Regions from separate parts of the Pan troglodytes genome. Here region 2 is linked to region 1. A link is a contact called in public HiChIP or PLAC-seq data. All regions are on one chromosome and are shown on one strand. Each heading gives the region's core, a stretch centred on a gene start, on an enhancer-like site or on the middle of the called end of the contact. The rest is flanking DNA. Distances are from core to core; before and after follow the strand shown. Region 1 holds the start of SARDH (sarcosine dehydrogenase). Region 2 holds the start of REXO4 (REX4 homolog, 3'-5' exonuclease).

Evidence for each region. HiChIP or PLAC-seq counts read pairs in DNA pulled down with a chosen protein or histone mark.
Region 2: an H3K4me3 HiChIP or PLAC-seq map of stem cell-derived excitatory neurons shows a contact between it and region 1, with 2.7 times the contacts expected there. The contact joins the promoter of REXO4 here to the promoter of SARDH in region 1. A contact is called at or near these places in 1 of 7 Hi-C or Micro-C datasets (stem cell-derived neural progenitor cells) and 1 of 1 datasets of contacts at active chromatin or transcription factors (stem cell-derived excitatory neurons).

Annotation. Positions count from the first base shown.
Region 1 is chr11:4,658,511-4,663,090 of NHGRI_mPanTro3-v2.0_pri, forward strand. It overlaps SARDH (sarcosine dehydrogenase), which reads left to right and starts at 2,620. Exons shown (of 22, transcript XM_016962022.4): 1 at 2,620-2,892.
Region 2 is chr11:4,982,971-4,987,702 of NHGRI_mPanTro3-v2.0_pri, forward strand. It overlaps REXO4 (REX4 homolog, 3'-5' exonuclease), which reads left to right and starts at 3,207. Exons shown (of 8, transcript XM_016961996.4): 1 at 3,207-3,643. The coding sequence starts at 3,419. ADAMTS13 (ADAM metallopeptidase with thrombospondin type 1 motif 13) reads right to left here and starts at 2,990. Exons shown (of 29, transcript XM_054658475.2): 1 at 2,729-2,990.

The DNA.
Region 1 (4,580 bases), core at 1,370-3,869:
TGCTTACGGGAGACTTGGTTTAGCTTTAAGGACACAGATAAGCTGAAAAATGTTATTCTATCCAAATGAGAAGCAAAAGAGAACATAAGTGGCTACACTTATATCAGACAAAATAGACTTTAAATCAAAACTATCCCAAGAGACAAAGACAGTTGTTATATAATGATAAATGGATCAATTCATCAAGAGGATATAACAATTCAAAAAATACGTGTACTAGGCTGGCACGGTGGCTCACGCCTGTAATCCCAGCACTTTGGGAGGTCAAGGCGGGCAGATCACAAGGTCAGGAGTTCGAGACCAGACTGACCAATATGGTGAAACCCTGTCTCTACTAAAAGAATACAAAAATTAGCCAGGTGTGGTGGTGCGTGCCTGTAGTCCCAGCTACTCAGGAGGCTGAGACAGAAGAATCACTTGAACCTGGGAGGCGGAGGTTGCAGTGAGCCGAGATCATGCCACGGCACTCCAGCCTGGGCAACAGAGCAAGACTCTGTCTCTCTGTCTCTCTGTCTCTCTGTCTCTCTCTCTCTCTCTCTCTCTATATATATATATATATATACACACCCAACATGGGAGCACCTAACTCTGTAAAGCAAATATTAACATAACTGAAGGGAAAATAGATTACAATAATAGTAGAGGACTTCAGCACTTTAAACAGTGGACAGATTATCCAGCTGGAAAATCAATAAGAAAACAGGAGACTTGAGCAACACTACAGACCAAATGGCCCTAACAGATAGATTCAGAACATTCCATCCAATGGCAGCAGAACACACATTCTTGTCGAGTGCACATGGAACATTCTCCAGGAAAGATCATATGTTAGCTCACAAAACAAGTCTTAACACATTTAAGAAGATTGAAATCATATCAAGTATCGTTTCCAACCACAATGGTATAAAACTAGAAATCAATAACAGGAGGAAAAGTGGAAATTTTACACATGTGTGGAAATTTAACAACACACTCCTGAACAAACAATGAGTGGAATAAGAAATCAAAAGGGAAATAAAATAATACCTTGAGGCAAATGAAAATGGAAATGCAATATACCAAACCTCATAGGATGCAGCAAAAGTGATTCTAGGTGGGAAGTTTATAGCAATAAATGCCTACATTAAGAATGATCTCAAATAAACAACCTAACTTCACACCTCAAGGAACTATAAAATGAGGAACAAATTAAGCCCAAAGTTAGCAGAAGGAAAGAAAGAAAGATCAGAGCAGAAATAAATGAAATACAGACTTAAGAAACAATAGACAGGATCAACAAAACTAAGAGTTGAGTTTTTTTGAAAAGGTTAACAAAACCCACAAATCTTAGGCTAGACTAAAATAAAAAAAGACTCAAATAAATAATAAAATTATAAATGAAAGAGGAAAGATTACAATTGATACCAAAGAAATGATAGACAACTATGCCAACAAATTGGATAACCTAGAAATGAATAAATTGCTAGAAGCAGACAGCCGACCAAGACTGAATCCCCAAAAAAAACTAGAAAATCGGCCAGGGCGTGGTGGCTCACGTCTGTAATCCTAGCACTTTGGGAGGCCAAGGCGGGTGGATCACCTGAGGTCAGGAGACCAGCCTGGCCAACATGGTGAAACCCCGTCTCTACTAAAAATACAAAAATTAGCCGGGCGTGGTAGTGCAGGCTATAATCCCAGCTACTCAGGAGGCTGAGGAAGGAGAATCAATTGAACTCGGGAGGTGGAGGTTGCAGTGAGCTGAGATCGTGCCACTGCACTCCAGCCTGCGTGACGGGAGCAAGACTCCACTTCAAAAAAACAAACACACAAAAACAAAACAAACAAAAAACTAGAAAATCTGAACAGACCAATAATGAGTAAGGAGATTGAATCAGTGATCAAACACCTCCCAACAAAAAATAGCCCAGGATATCTGATGCCTTCGCTGGTGAATTCTGCCAAACATTTAAGAAAGAATTAATGCTGATTCTTCTCAAACTCTTCCAAAAAATTCAAGAGGAAGGAACCTTCCAAACTCATTTTATGAGGCCAGAATTACCCTGATACCAAAGCCAGACAAGGACATTACAAGAAAAGAAAATTATAGGCCAATATCCTTGATGAACAGAGATGCAAAAATCCTCACCAAAATATTAGCAAACCAAATTCAACAGCACATTACAAAGATCATGCACTGTGATCAAGTGGACTTCATCCCTGGTGGGGTGACTTCTTTGAGGTGGCAGCCCCTCTGTTGGTGTGATCTAGAGCAGGACTGAAGGAAGTTTACTCAGGGAAATTTACAAGGCTTCTGTGAAACTGACATGGCAGGGCTTCCAGCCTCCTGTTCCAAGATGGGAAAACTAAGTCTCAGCAAAGGGAGAGGTGATAAGACCAGCCCAAGATCGTACAGGACCCTGTCTTGGCCTCCTCCTGTCTGGCCTCTCCAGAGCTGTGACTACTAGTCCCTGGGGGGAGACAGCCTTTCCACCTCTCCCAGACCGGAGCTGGGTGCTAACAGGCCCTGCCGGATGAAAATCCTACGATACTGACAGACAGCTAACAGGCCGGGAGCGGCCCCCAGCCACCACCCCTTGTCCAAAGTGCAGGTTCATTGTGCTGCCCTCTTGGCTTGTAACAGTTTTGCAACAGTTGCAACTTGTCTTTGAGTGCAGGGACAGGAGAAGTGTGGGCTACCCGGCCACTGCCCTGGAGCTGTGGCGACTGCTGCGTTTTTCTCCCATGCACCTGCACGTCCAGGACTCCTGGGAGAACTTGGGCCACACTCCTTCCTTGCCCTCTTGAGCTCGTTCGTCACCCTGTTGGGTGAGCACAGCCCTAGCTCAGGCCGCTGAGCAAGCCACGCCATCCAAAGAGGAGATCCTCTGCCCCAGGACCCCCACACCACCCCAGGTAAGCCTCAAACTGGCGGGGCCAGCTTTCCACTAGGCAGCCAGGGGCCTAAGCCAGTGGGCCCTTTGCCTTTGAGGCAGGGACTGAGAATGGTGTCAGCACGTGGTCAGGCCCAGAGCCCAGGCCCCCTCCTCTAAGAGGTCCTCCTGGATTCCCTGCTGGAAAGAAGCCAGCCTCGTGGTGTCGTGTCTCTCCCTGGATCTGTCTGCTTCGTGGACCCTAAGCCCCTCGAGGGCAGGGGCTGGGTCTTAGATGTCACTATAGGTTTCCCAGCAGTGCTTTGTATACATTGGGCATTCAGTAAATGTAGAGGATAGACAAGCTGGCAACAAGACAGTCGGACATCCTCGGTGTGAATAAGAACACAATGATTTGATTGGTATTAATTACAGCAGTTTACTATACGATCGCTTCCGGTATTGGCAGCTGGCATCATTACGATATTAACAGACTGCCATTGAAATGCCCCGTCTTTGATCCAGCGCGAGGAGGAGATGTGACTTTCCATCAGCACCTGTTCTGATTCTTTGGGCATCCAGAGGTGTATTCTTTCTGGGTTTCCTTCACACCCCTCCTCTGGGTGTCTACTTCTGTCTGGGAATGGGTAACTTGCCCCAGCCCAGAGTCAGGCTGCAGCGTCCGGTCTGCCTCCTCCACCAGCTTGCTGTGTGGCCCCCTCCCTGGGCACTGCTGTCCCCAACAGTCAATGGAGGCTGGAATCCCTGCCCTGGGGGCTACGTGCTGTGCAGTAGCCAGTGGCTTGGGGGCGTCTCCCCAAACACCAGAGGGGTCTGGGAGCTCGGGAAAGCAGGACGCAGACAGACCAGGAGACCCTGTCCCTGGGAAGCTGACCCAGGCCTTCTCGCCTCTGAAGGCAGTGAGCATCCTGTCCCTGGGGGTGAGCAAACTGGGGCATGTGCTGAGATGACCTCACCAAAGGAGCCTCCCTGCAGTGGACAGGCCCCTGGCCCAAGCTGCTGCCGACCCCACCTTTCCTGCCCACCCTGCCTGTGCATAGCTCCTTTTGGGTGTGGGGAGCTCAGGCAGGCTCCAGCAGGCAGGTGGTGCCTGGGTCCACTGCAGCAACCCTGAGGCGCCTGTTTCAGAGACGAGGAAATGAGGGTTGGAGCGGGAGGGTGACTGCCAGGTCGCCTACGGGTAATGGGGCATGGGGTTCACAACCCTGCTCTGCCGCCCTCAGAGGGAGCTGCCCACAGGGCTGGCCTAGAAGCCCCGACTAAGCTGGCCAAGAAGCTGCGGTGGTGGGCGGTACGCTCCGCCCAGATCCTGGGCGGCGACATGGGGCTGGCAGCGAGGGTGGGGGGCGGGGGAGGCCTGGAGTTCCGGCCAGGCCACTGCTTGGGAAGCAAGAAGGTGAAGGCACCTCTGCTGGGCCAAGCACTCTTAGGGCCGAGGGGCACTGCAGCTGACAAGAGGTACTTGGAGGTACACCCCCAGGGAGGGACGAGGCTGGGGCCTCCCCTATGTGGGCGGGGCTGGGCCTGGTCGGATCTGGCTGGGATCTCCCTCTGCCTCTGGCTGCAGGAACCATCCAGCTGCATGAGCAGGACCAGGGTTCACCATATGGGCAGCTGCCTCCCCGCCCCCCGCCGCTCCTCCCCACAACAGTCTGCCTTCCCCCACCAGGCGAAGGTGCCAGGCGCTCTCCTCGCTTGACCCCCGCCACC
Region 2 (4,732 bases), core at 1,957-4,456, 330 kb after region 1:
AGACAGAGTCTTGCTGTGTCACCCAGACTGGAGTGCAGTGGCACGATCTCGGCTCACTGCAACCTCTGCCACCCAGGTTCAAGTGATTCTCCTGCCTCAGCCTCCCTTGTGGCTGGGATTACAGGCACCCGCCATCACGCCTGGCTAGTTTTTGTATTTTTAGTAGAGGTGGGGTTTCGCCATGTTGGCCAAGCTGGTCTCAAACTCCTGACCTCAGGTGAGCTGACTGCCTCGGCCTCCCAAAGTGCTGGGATTACAGGCATGAGCCACCAAGCCCAGACACTCTGGTGTCTCTTGATTACAATCAACAACCTTCCCTTGACCCACACTGTCCTCCTGCCATAGCCCTGTTTCTGGCTGTCTTTAAGAACTTGGAAACATTATTTTCAGTGGCTATCTCCACTTCCTTGCCTTCAATTCCCACATACCATTGAAATTGATCTTTAAAAGGTCACCAATAACTTTGTGAACCCTGAAAGAGCCAATCCTTCTTGATGGATCCCAAGTTACTAACTGGGCCTAAATTCAAAGCAGGACCTAGCAGCCATTTGCTGACTAGGGTCACACACACATTCTGCGTTCCTGGAAAGCCCCCACTTTCACTTAACTCTGGGACGGTTTCACAGCTATCTGTTCCTGTTTATGCCGCCAGAATCAACCCATCGACTGTTACCTGCATCGACCAATCTGAACTCAGCAAGTATTAACCAATCAGAACTAAGCAAGTGTGCCTTCCTCATTTGCATAAGAGGACCAAAGTGGGAACCTGGGCAGGAAGTTCTCTACAAAAGATGACCTCTTTCTTTGTTCTCTTTGTTCCCTGGAATGCACCTTTGTACAGAAGGCTGCATTGCCCTGGTTTACAAACTGCTGGAACAAAGTTTTTTTCCTTTTTTAAAAAGAAAACCCAGGCCAGGTGTGGTGGCTCACGCCTTTAATCCCAGCACTTTGGGAGGCCGAGGCAGGTGGATCACGAGGCACGCGGATCATGAGGTCAGGAGTTCGAGATCAGCCTGGCCAGCATAGTGAAACCCCGTCTCTTTTCAAAAATACAAAAATTAGGCTAGGTGCGGTGGCTCACGCCTGTAATCCCAACACTTTGGGAGGCTGAGGCGAGAGGATCACCTGATGTCTGGAGATCCATACCAGCCTGGCCAACATGGAGAAACCCCATCTCTACTAAAAGTACAAAATTAGCCGGGCATGGTGGCGCATGCCTGTAATCCCAGCTACTCGGGAGGCTGAGGCAGAAGAATCACTTGAACCCGGGAGGTAGAGGTTGCGGTGAGCCGAGATTGCGCCATTGCACTCCAGCCTGGGCGACAAGAGCATAACTTCGTTTCAAAAAAAAAAAAAAATTAGCTGGGCATGGTGGCGTGCACCTGTAGTTCCAGCTACTCAGGAGGCTGAGGCAGGAGAATCGCTTGAACCCGGCAGGTGGAGATTGTGGTGAGCCGATATCACGCCACTGCACTCCAGCCTGGGCAGCAGAGCAAGACTCCGTCTCAAAACAAACAAAAAAAAGAAAACCCTTTTCGGTGGACTTGCTGACAATCTCAGTGCCATATCTGGTTCCCATCTCTCTGTCCTTGTCCTTCTCAGCCTCTCAGCAGCATCTGATGTGGTTTATTCTCCCCCTGGATTCTCTAATGCCACTCACATCCGCCTCTCCTTCCACTGCACTGACTGCTCCCCCTCAGCCTCCTCTGCTGCTTCGCCCCTGGAGAGCCCCCAGCACCTGCTATCTGGTCTTAACCCTTCACTCCCTATATTGGTACTCTCTCTTTGGATGAACTAACCCAGGTTCATGTTTCAACACTAATTATGTGCTGACGATTTCCAAATTACATCTCCAGCACTGACCCTTCCCTAAGCTTAGGAATCTTATATCCTGCTGCTGATTAGACGTCTCTCCTTGGTGACTGACGGCCCATTCAAACTCAGCAAGTGTGAAAAAGAGCTCATGGCTCCACCCCCATACTTCACCCTGCTCCCCGCAGACATTTATTGAGATGATAAATGGCCACACCCAGTTGCTCAGACCAAAATCCTAGGAGCCTCACTTCCCTGTTACTCCATCAACCTCTGCCTGTTACGCACGCACATCAAATCTACCCACTCCCGGCCGGGCACGGTGGCTCACACCTGTAATCCCAGCACTTTGGGAGGCTGAGGCGGATGGATCACCGGAGGTCAGGAGTTCAAGACAGGCTGGCCGACATAGCGAAACCCCAGGTCTACTAAAAATACAAAAATTGGCAGAGCGTGGTGGCGTGCACCTATAATCCCAGCTACTCGGGAGGCTGAGGCAGGAGAATCGCTTGAACCCAGGAGGCGGAGGTAAGGGAGGAGACCACCCCTCATATTGTCTTATGCCCAATTTCTGCTTCCACATAAAGAAGTAAAAACTAAAAGGCAGAAATAAAATCCACAGGCAGACAGCCCGGCGCCGCGCCCTGGGCCTGGTTAAAGATCAATCCTTGACCTAACCGGTTATGTTATCTATAGATTTCAGACATTGTATGGAAAAGCATTGTGCAAATCCCTGTCCTGTTCTGTTCCGTTCTGATTACCGGTGCATGCAGCCCCCAGTCACGTACCCCCTGCTTGCTCAATCGATCACGACCTTCTCACACAGACCCCCTTAGGGTTGTAAGCCCTTAAAAGGGACAGGAATTGCTCACTCAGAGAGCTCGGTTTTTGGAGACGTGAGTCTGCCGATGCTCACCACTAAATAAAGCCCTTTCCTTCTACAATTCGGTGTCTGAGGGGTTCTTGTCTGCGGCTTGTCCTGCTACAGAGTGAACTGGCAGGAACTCCTCCCGGTGCCTGGGCCTCAGTTTCCCCACTGTATGTGGAAGATGAGCCGCTGTGAGGCTGAGCAAGGAGCAGCCCAAGGCGGGAAAGGCTCGAGAGTCCAGGACGCAGGCGAGCGACCGAGCCCGGCTCTCACTAGCCCCACCGCCCAGTGCCCCCAGCTCAGCTGCCCCACCGGGTGCTACACACACAGCGGTCCCCAGTTCCCTTCCGGCGTTCGCATCTCTCATCCCCCATCCCGGATCTTGGGGAGGTCCTCGGCTTGCCCCAGTCAAACTCGAGGTCGATGACCCCGGATGCCGCTGGCTAAGGCGGCGGCCCAAGTCCCGTGCGGGCGAACCGCCCAGGCTGCGCGGAACCAGAGGCGGGGATCCGGTTTCCAGCCGGTTGTGGAGAGACGAGCGCTTCCGGGGACTGGAGCGTGCGCGCTGAGGTATGCGGAACGCGTGCGCGGTCTCTTCCGGAGTCTTTTCCTGGACGGGGTCCCTGCGGTGGGTGTGTTTCGGCCTGGCCTGGGTAGGCGCTTGTGCTGCCAGGGCGCCGGGCCCGGGTAGGCCGGGGTCTCGGGTGGCCGCCGGCCCAGGCGCTGGACGGCAGCAGGATGGGGAAGGCGAAGGTCCCCGCCTCTAAGCGCGCCCCGAGCAGCCCCGTGGCTAAGCCGGGTCCTGTCAAGACGCTCACTCGGAAGAAAAACAAGAAGAAAAAAAGGTTTTGGAAAAGCAAGGCGCAGGAAGTAAGCAAGAAGCCAGCAAGCGGCCCCGGTGCTGTGGTGCGACCTCCAAAGGCACCAGAAGACTTTTCTCAAAACTGGAAGGCGCTGCAAGAGGTGAGGCTTGAGGGGGCCCGGGCGGAGCGCTGTGCAGCTCATTCCCGCAGAACGCGACGGAGGGACAGACTTGGGTAGCCCCAAAAAGGACCTGTAAAGGCAGATTTGAATCGAAATCTTGTAAACAGCTTTTCACAAGGAAGGTGGCCTGTTGAGGGAGGTCTCGAACTTGTTTGCGTGAAAGAAATTGATGAAATAATTATTTCAAGTACAAAAAAGCAAAGATAAACCCTTGTACCTTTTGCATAATGAACTAACTAGAATGGATTTTACAAAGAGAAATTTAGCTTAAAATCCCGAAACCAGGCCGGGCGCGGGGCCTCACGCCTGTGATCCCAGCACTTTGGGAGGCCTAGGCGGGCAGATCCCCTGAGGTCAAGAGTTCAAGACCAGCCCGGCCAACATGGTGAAACCCCGTGTCTACTAAAAAAGTACAAAAAATATTAGCCGGGCGTGATGGCGCGCGCCGGTAGTCGCAGCTACTCGGGGAGCCTGAGGCAGAAGAATCGCTTGAACCCGGGAGGCAGAGGCAGTAGTAAGCCGAAATCGCGCCACTGCACTCCAGGCTGGGCGACAGAGCGAGACTCCATCTCAAACAACAACAACGAAAGAACACACTGGTCTGTGTAGCAAGACAGGGAGAAAGAAGATTCCTGTGTAGAAGTGAAAAGCAGATAGCAGACGTGATGGGGTTCTAGCGACACTTATGGTCTTGAAGTAAATACTAATTGAGCTCCTAAAAATGTGCACTCTGCCATGTGCTCTATGCCGTGTGTGTTGCAATCCCCACAATAAGACTGTGAGGTGGACACTTTCATCATCTCTATTGTACAGATGAGGAAATAGGCTGGAAAAGTTTAAATAGATCATCTAAGATTGCGGCTGGGAACCAGGTGGCTGACTCTGGAGTCCATGCTTTTAAGGCTGTGTTGTACCTGCTGTCTCCCTAGTGACCTGCACTTCTGTAGAGGTTGCCTGCTCTCTCCCAGACACTCTTCCACGTGCGTCACTCATACATTCTTACCACATCCCTTGGAGCTCCCTTGGAGCTACCTACTGTTAGGATCATAGCTCACTGCTGCCTGGGCT